Regions from separate parts of the Podarcis muralis genome. Here region 1 is linked to region 2. The links are chromatin contacts, called in public Hi-C maps. All regions are on one chromosome and are shown on one strand. Each heading gives the region's core, a stretch centred on a gene start, on an enhancer-like site or on the middle of the called end of the contact. The rest is flanking DNA. Distances are from core to core; before and after follow the strand shown. Region 1 holds the start of LRFN4 (leucine rich repeat and fibronectin type III domain containing 4). Region 2 holds the start of ITGA10 (integrin subunit alpha 10).

Region 1 (3,843 bases), core at 1,218-3,717, 200 kb after region 2:
ACCAGATCGATAGATTCATAAAAGAGGAAGCAGATCTGCACAAACAAATGAGGATTTATGAGCTGTAACATGGTTGAAAGAAAATTTTGGGGGAAATAAAAATAAAAATCAGCCTGTCAAAATTATTTGATGCTCATCGGACGGAGTTGCAACTGCACAACTGTCAACAAGGTCATCGGAGACCAGGGTTCAAATCCACCACTCAGCCATGAAGCTCACTGGGCGACCCTGAGCTCAGTTGCTGCCTCTCAGCCTAACCTACCTAACTGGATTGTTGTGGGGAATAAATGACAAAGGGGAGAACCATGTACACTATGGAGTTCCTTGGAGGAAAAGATATAAATGCAGTAAAATAAATACTGGAGGCGACGACAAGCGGGTAATGGTGATTAAAGCCCAATGTCAATGTTTTTCTTCCTGGACACAGCAATGCAGGATAAAGAGAGGCTGAAATACAGACAAATGCCCTTAACTCACAGCTCAGTTAAAATGAGGGTTGTGCTGGCTGGGGCTGCTGGGAATTGAGGACCAAGGCACCCAATTGGGGAAGGCTGAAGCAAAGATCGAAAAACCCTGGAATTTTTGGATTTATCTACCTTAACCACTAGTCAACACTCCCTCAGATTCCGCCCTCCTTTCCCCTAAGAATCCAGGAGTTGTCAGGGCTCAACCTGAGGTCTCTCCTCAGAGGGAGGAGCAGGACCCTCCGGCAGATCCCCACAGGGTCAGCGATCCCCGAGGGGCCAACCGATGACCCAGATATCTCTGCTTGAGGACCAGCTCCAGTATCACGGGCTCCTGGCCGGCTCTCAGGTCCCCTCTCCACAAAAAAACTCCTACCCCAGAGCAGAGGGAATGGTGAGTCAGGCAGAAAGGTGAAGGTTGACTACTCAAGAGGAGGGGAAAGTACACGGAAGCATCATAAGAACATATGAAGAGCCTGCTAGATTAGGCCAATGGCCCATCTCGTTCAGCTTCTCAGAGTGGCCAAAGAGATGCCCCAATGGGGAAACCCAACAACATGATTTGAGCACTCTCCCCTCCTCTAGCAACTGGTATTCAGAAGCATTCCTGCCTCCAACTGATGAAGCAGAGCACAGCCATTATGGCTAGTAGCCATTGATAGTCTTCTCCTTCAGGAATTTGTCCATTCCTTTTAAAGCCATCCAAGTTGGTGGCTTGCAGGAGTGAGTTCTATAATAGCTTAACTATATGCAGCACATAGTTAAACTATGGTACTCCCTCCCACAGGAGGGAGCGATGGCCACTAACTTGGATGGTTTTGAAAGAGGATTGGGCAAACCCACGGAGGAGCTGAAGACTATCAATGGTTACTAGCCTCCTCTGGGAAGCCCTCAAGGAGGACCTGAGCACAACAGCACTCTCCTCAGTTGTGGATCCCAGTAAGTGTTGAGTGGAGGCAGAAAATAGCCATTGTGGCTGGTAGCCACTGGCAACCTCATCCTCTGGCCTTCAGCCAGGGGGACTGGCAGGAGGGATGGAACAATCTCTTGCCAACCAGCTTATTCATCTGCATGGAGTTTCCAGTCACATTGTGGCGACCAGGAAAGCTGTTGTATACAGAAGAGCTGGAAAGACTTTCCTAATATCAGCAGTGATACAAAGCAGATGCACAATTCCTTGGGGTGCAAATATGGCCTTATGTTATCCAAAAGGGATTGTCGGTGAGAAGGATCTGGAGGCACCCACAGATTTAATAGCACCAAAATGTTATTTCTACTTACTGGCTGAAAACACACAAAAAGGAGTTACCAGTATTGTCAGAGGGGTTCAAAAGGACCTCACCAATGGCATGTATGGCTAAGAGCACAATCCTGCACATGCTTGCTTGGAAGTAAGTTCCATTAAGTTCAGTGGAAATAACTCCAAGTAAAATGTGTCTGAGATAGCCTCAGTGGCTATCCAAGTGGGCATGAGCTCCAAGTTCTGTCCATTCTTTATTGAGAGTAACTCCTCCACAGAAGGATTTACTTCTGAGTCACCACGCACAGGATGAAATTTTCAAGGGGTGGGGGACTTACTTTAGAAAGAAACTTTGCAAGATTGCAATTTAGTTTTGTTTTTAGCCATGTTTTGGAGTAGCAAGGTAATGTTTGCCTCTCTCTGTTTAGGAAGAAAGGAAGAAAGAAAACAACAGGTGCAAAGATTAAAATGTGTGGGCCTCCCCTTTCCGCAGTCAAAAGCCCCCTTCCTTGGCCTTGATCGAAAAATGAGGGCCCCTTTCCACCCTGCTCCACGTGGACCCCTTTGCTATCCCCCACCAGTGCCCCCCCGGGCAATCTCGCTTCCTAGCAACGGGTCTCCCAGGACAACCGGGATGAGGACCAACTTGGTACCAGCTGCTCTTTGATCCCTCCCCCACTTCTCCTGCTTCTGGTAGGTTGCAGCCTGGGGGGGGGGGAGGAGGGAAGTTGCCTGGTAATCTGAAATCCAGACTTAAAAATGTGTGTGTGTGGGGGGGTGAGCACTCTTTTTAAAGCACAAAGGGTAGAATCAGATGTGAAAACAATACGGATTTCCTTTCCTGACACAGTGGGGCTGCCTGCCTCCCTGCCCTGGTTACTGAGAGGCAAAGGTTTTCCCAAAATCTGGCTCTTGGGTAAGGTGCTCCATCACTCTTTCTGCCTCTGCATCCCGAGAAGGAAGCGGGGAGACTCCATCCCAGCTGCTTCAAAGACCAGGCACAGGCAACTCCCTCCCCCCAACCAGAGCTTGGGTAGGAGGAGCTTCAGGCACTGGAAGGGGAGGGGCCAAGCCCAGCGGAGCCGTCCGCTCCGGAGAGCTAAGCCTGCTTCAGTCCGGAGGGGTGGGGTGGCGTCTGGGGGAAAAGATTTGATGGAGAGGCCAAACTGAAAGAACCCTGCTTGCAAACTGCTGGCTGGTCCCCTCCCAGCCCCTTGCCGGACCGCCAGGAAGGCAGGCAGAGAGACAAAGAGCCTCTTGGAGGAGGACCCAGGAGGACCGGAGGAAAAGAAGGGCGGTGGATCTGCAGAAGAAACAGGATCTGGGGACGCCCTGAAGGGGTGTGCAAAAGGTCGTTGTTCCTGGAAGGGCCCTGAGAGTCTCTGAAGGCGCCAGGAATTAGATCCCACGTTCTGCAAAGGCAGAAAACGGCGGGCTTCAAGAAGGAGGGAAGGATAAACGGAAATCTAGGATCTAATGCCTTGGAGACATCCCAACCCCAAAGGTTCTCGGGGTCTGAAAGCCAAGTCAAAAGATCTAGCACCGAATGGTCTGCCCACCAGGAATCCAGTAGGGTGGAGGATTAGAACCCGGAACTCCAGAGGGCACAGAACTGGGATATAATCTGGAACTGTCAAAGACTGGACAGCTAGAAGGGCAAGAAGCTAAAGGGTGGGTGGTGGAATCCCAGCCTCTTGGCTGGACCAACGAGCTCAATTCTGGAATTTCCAGGGTAAGGTGTTTTTTAAAAAAAAACAACAAACAACCCCCCTCTGGATTCTTCAAGAACTGTGGATCTAGAACTAAGATCCAGAAAAGCAAGAGAGATATCAAGATCAGAAATGGACCATGTAGAACCTGGAATGGGCCTGTCCTGGGAGATCTAGAACCTTGGAATGAAGAAATCGAAGGGATCTAGACTTATCTGGAAACTGAGAGCTGAGTGGCATGGAACCCAGGAGTCCTGAGGGGTGAAGGGGACCTGGAAGGAAAGTGGGGTGCATTCAGGGTCCAGGAACAGTGACCGGGACACAGGAGCTGGAGGGCAAAGCAGACTGAGCCCAGGAATTTGATTTGGGCATCTGCCACCTTGGGAGGACCTGGAGCCTCCGAGCCCAGGAAGGGTCAGAGGCAAGGTGG
Region 2 (3,579 bases), core at 1,048-3,547:
GTTTCAGGTTAAGAACGGATCTCTTGAACGAATTAAGTACTTAACCCAAGGTACCACTGTACTTATTTCGGAAAGAGGGCACAGCTATGGGGGCTGTGGGTGTGTTTGTCCACCAGGGGGAACTGCACCCCCAGGAATGAATGACCCATCACCCATCTGTCTATCCCTGGAGTTGGCAGGACAGGAAGAGTGTGAAGGTCATGGCTGCCCAGCACCTTCTTTCAAATCCAGGATGCACTGCAAAGCTACTAAACGTCTCAGTTTGCTCCGAGGCAAATCTGGCTTGCGCTCTTAAGCACCTACGGAAAATTTGGCATTTTGTGTCTTCAGAATATAAATATTCAGGATTCACCAGTGATATGAGCTGATGGGTGTGCTTTTGGGGGGGTGTCTTGCGGGCCAAACTGAACCCCCAGTTGGCCAAGACTGGCCCAAGGGCTGCTTGTTCTCCTGCTGTAGTCAATAAGTGCAATTGCCAACGAGGTTGGCACTGCCAGGCCCATGCCCATGGGCATGGCAGGGGCCTCCTAGTTAATCCCCGGAGCCTTCTTGACCTGTTGCTGCCCATCGCTGTTGCTGCCACCTCTTCACTTGCCCTCTCCAGGGGAGCAAGCCATGAAAGGAGCCAGAGGAAGGAACCACCAGCGGCTCACTCCTTATCCTCTGGTGGATTGGGCCCAGAGGCAAAGCAGGCCAAGTGAATGGGCAGTTGTGACGGTGTCAAGGTGGATGGGGTGTCCTCCGGCAGTACTGCAAGAGCATCTTGTCCTCGGCCCGCTCAGAACCTAGATCCAGCCTGGATTGCTGCTCCATTGAATGCCGAGGGGTTAAAGGAGAAGGAAAATGGCTTCACTTCAACAAATGTTTCGAAGTTCCTGCTCAGATTGGACCACTTTGGCAAGGAGTGGCTCGGTTTGGGAGGCCGCTCCCATGCCCCATTGTGCTGACAAGGAGTCCTTAATTCGGGGTTTCGGTTGCACAAAGCTCCTACTCGCTTTCCACACAAACCTTTTAATTTCTTACCACAAAGGAATTTGCAGCTCCAGGGCAACGGCAAAGCTTTACAAGCGGAAGGAAACCAAAAAACACACACACAAATGTTGTCTTTTACTGACTCAACTGCATCGAGCACAAGAAGAGCTTGCTGGATTAGGCCAATGGCCCATCTAGGCCAGCATCCTGTTCTCACAGTGGTTGACATGCCTGTGGGGAACCTGCAAGCAGCACCTGAGCACAAGAGCTCTCTCCCTGCTCTTATGCTACCCAGTGACTGGTATTCAGAAGCATTGCTGCCTCTGATTTTGGAGGCAGAGCATAACCACCATGGCTCGTAGCCATTGATAACCTTCTCCTCCATGAATTTGTCCCATCCTGCTTTAAAGCCATCCAAGTTGCTGTGGGAATGAGTTCCACAGTCTGTGAGTCTTAAGTACAGTGGTACTTCGGTTTACATACGCTTCAGGTTACATATGCTTCAGGTTACAGACTCCGCTAACCAGAAATATTACTGCGGATTAAGAACTTTGCTTCATCATGAGAACAGAAATCATGCTCTGGCGGTGCGGTGGCAGCAGGAGGCCCCGTTAGCTAAGGTGGTGCTTCAGGTTAAGAACAGTTTCAGGTTAAAACGGATCTCTGGAACGAATTAAGTACTTAACCCGAGGTACCACTGTATTGTGGCAAACTGAAGTCTATCAAGAGACCCTGATCCTTGTTTTCATGAATGTTTAGGGAATGGCTGTGATTGTGGAGAAATTGCACTCTACATACGTTCAGAGGCTACCGGTAACTCATTTTAATTATCCCATCCCACATTCCAGGGCTGAGACCAGGGCTGGCATTGCCATCAAGTTCCAGGGCTAGACTCAGGCTTGGAGTGAAGCCTAGGAAATGTCAGAGAAGTGTGTCAACTACTTTAATAAAACTAATAATTAATAACAATAACAGGAAAGGCTTGTTTATAAAATGAAGAGTGCCATTGAAGATCATTGCCAGGGAAGTTGGCGCTTTCTGCTCCTGGAATGTCTCAGGTGGGAGAATCGGCTGTGCTTATTCAGCAGTAAAATAATTGCACTCTGTGTACGGTCAGAGATGGTTAAAATTTAAAGAATATCAGACAGTGACTCTTGGTCTCTTACAGCTTTTTATCACCATGGTTCACCCACGAAATATGAGCAATTTTCTCTCCATTTTCTGGCATATAATTTGGGTTGGTTTCTACTTTGTGATTTTGGTATCTTTTAAAATAAATAACTTTTCCATTCCCTCTCTTTTTTCTTTTTTTTTTTTAAAGCGAGTTGCATCTACATGACGGAGGAAGGAGCACAGAGGGAAGGCTGAACGTCTAATTTATTTTTAGCAGCCAATTGGAACTTTTTTCCCGAGATGAAGGAGGGAAAGGGGAAAAAAAATTGGTGGTGTACGAGAGAGGCCAGCAGAAGACAGTGTAACCTTTGAGGCTCTGCTGCTTCTGCAAACGCCACCACTCAGCTGCTGAGGCGAGGGTCCAAATGTCCAAACGGCCTCGGTTTTCTTTCGGGACGTCCTGCTACTAGTGCGGATTCTGACTGGAGTGATAATGATGGGGCCATACAGCTGCTCCTGCTACCTCTTCCTTCTCCTGCTACCAGGTACCCTTATTCCAGAATATTTAAGCTCATTTTAAAAGACGGAAAGGCTAGGTGGCTGAAGAATTATCCTGAAGTTAGGAGAGAACTGGGGAATGGAAGGGAGGCAGCTCTATTAAGATACAGTACAGGTTTACTGGATGTCATTAAGGGCTCCTGAGTGGGAGGAAAGCAGAACTGACCCAAGGGGAGACCATGTCTCAATCATGCTGCAATGGACTGGTTGTGCAACCAGCCATTCAAAATTCCTTGTGCCTTCCTTTGGCTTAGCTTCTCTGCAAATGGTTGTTGTTGTTGTTGTTTTTAAATCTTTTTATTTTAAGCGTTTCGATGTTTTTTTTAAGGCTGACTCATCAGCAAAAAACCGCTCTCTGAGTGGTTTACAAACCACTACAAAAGAGGCAGTCCTTGCCTTCAGGCTTAGAATCTGAAAGAGACACAGCACAGAAGGAAAATGGTTGGGAGGGAGGAGGTAATACACAAGCTCAGGTTCAAGTTGGAGGTAGTGATGGCCACCAAGCTGAATGGCTTTAAAAGAAAACTGGACGAATTGATGACGGACAAGGCTATCAATGGCTGCTAGCCACAATGGCTACGCTCTCTATGGTTGGTGGCAGTCATGCTTCTGAATACCAGTTGCTGGAAGCAAGAGGGTTCTTGTGTTCAGGTGCTGCTTGTGGGTTTCCCACAGACAGCTGTTGGTCCACTCCATTGTTGCCAACCTAGCAGTTCAAAAGCACACCAGTGCAAGTAGATAAATAGGTACCGCTGCAGCAGGAAGGTAAGCGACGTTTCTGTGCACTCTGGTTTCCGTCATGGTGTTCTGTTGCGCCAGAAGCTGTTTAGTCATGCTGGCCACATGACCCGGAAAAGCTGTCTGTGGCTGAATGCCAGCTCCCTTGGCCTGAAAGTGAGATGAGCGCTGCAACCCCAAAATCGCCTTTGACTGGAC

What was found. Hi-C and Micro-C count contacts between places; a contact is called where the count stands out from the background.
Region 1: a contact with region 2 is called in a Hi-C map of tail, with 7 times the contacts expected there. The contact joins the promoter of LRFN4 here to the promoter of ITGA10 in region 2. A contact is called at or near these places in 2 of 3 Hi-C or Micro-C datasets (blood and tail).

The regions. Positions count from the first base shown.
Region 1 is chr16:17,119,568-17,123,410 of rPodMur119.hap1.1, forward strand. It overlaps LRFN4 (leucine rich repeat and fibronectin type III domain containing 4), which reads left to right and starts at 2,468. Exons shown (of 3, transcript XM_028710553.2): 1 at 2,468-3,843. All of the region lies in intron 11 of PC (pyruvate carboxylase), which reads right to left.
Region 2 is chr16:16,920,056-16,923,634 of rPodMur119.hap1.1, forward strand. ITGA10 (integrin subunit alpha 10) reads left to right here and starts at 2,298. Exons shown (of 30, transcript XM_028710249.2): 1 at 2,298-2,630. The coding sequence starts at 2,579.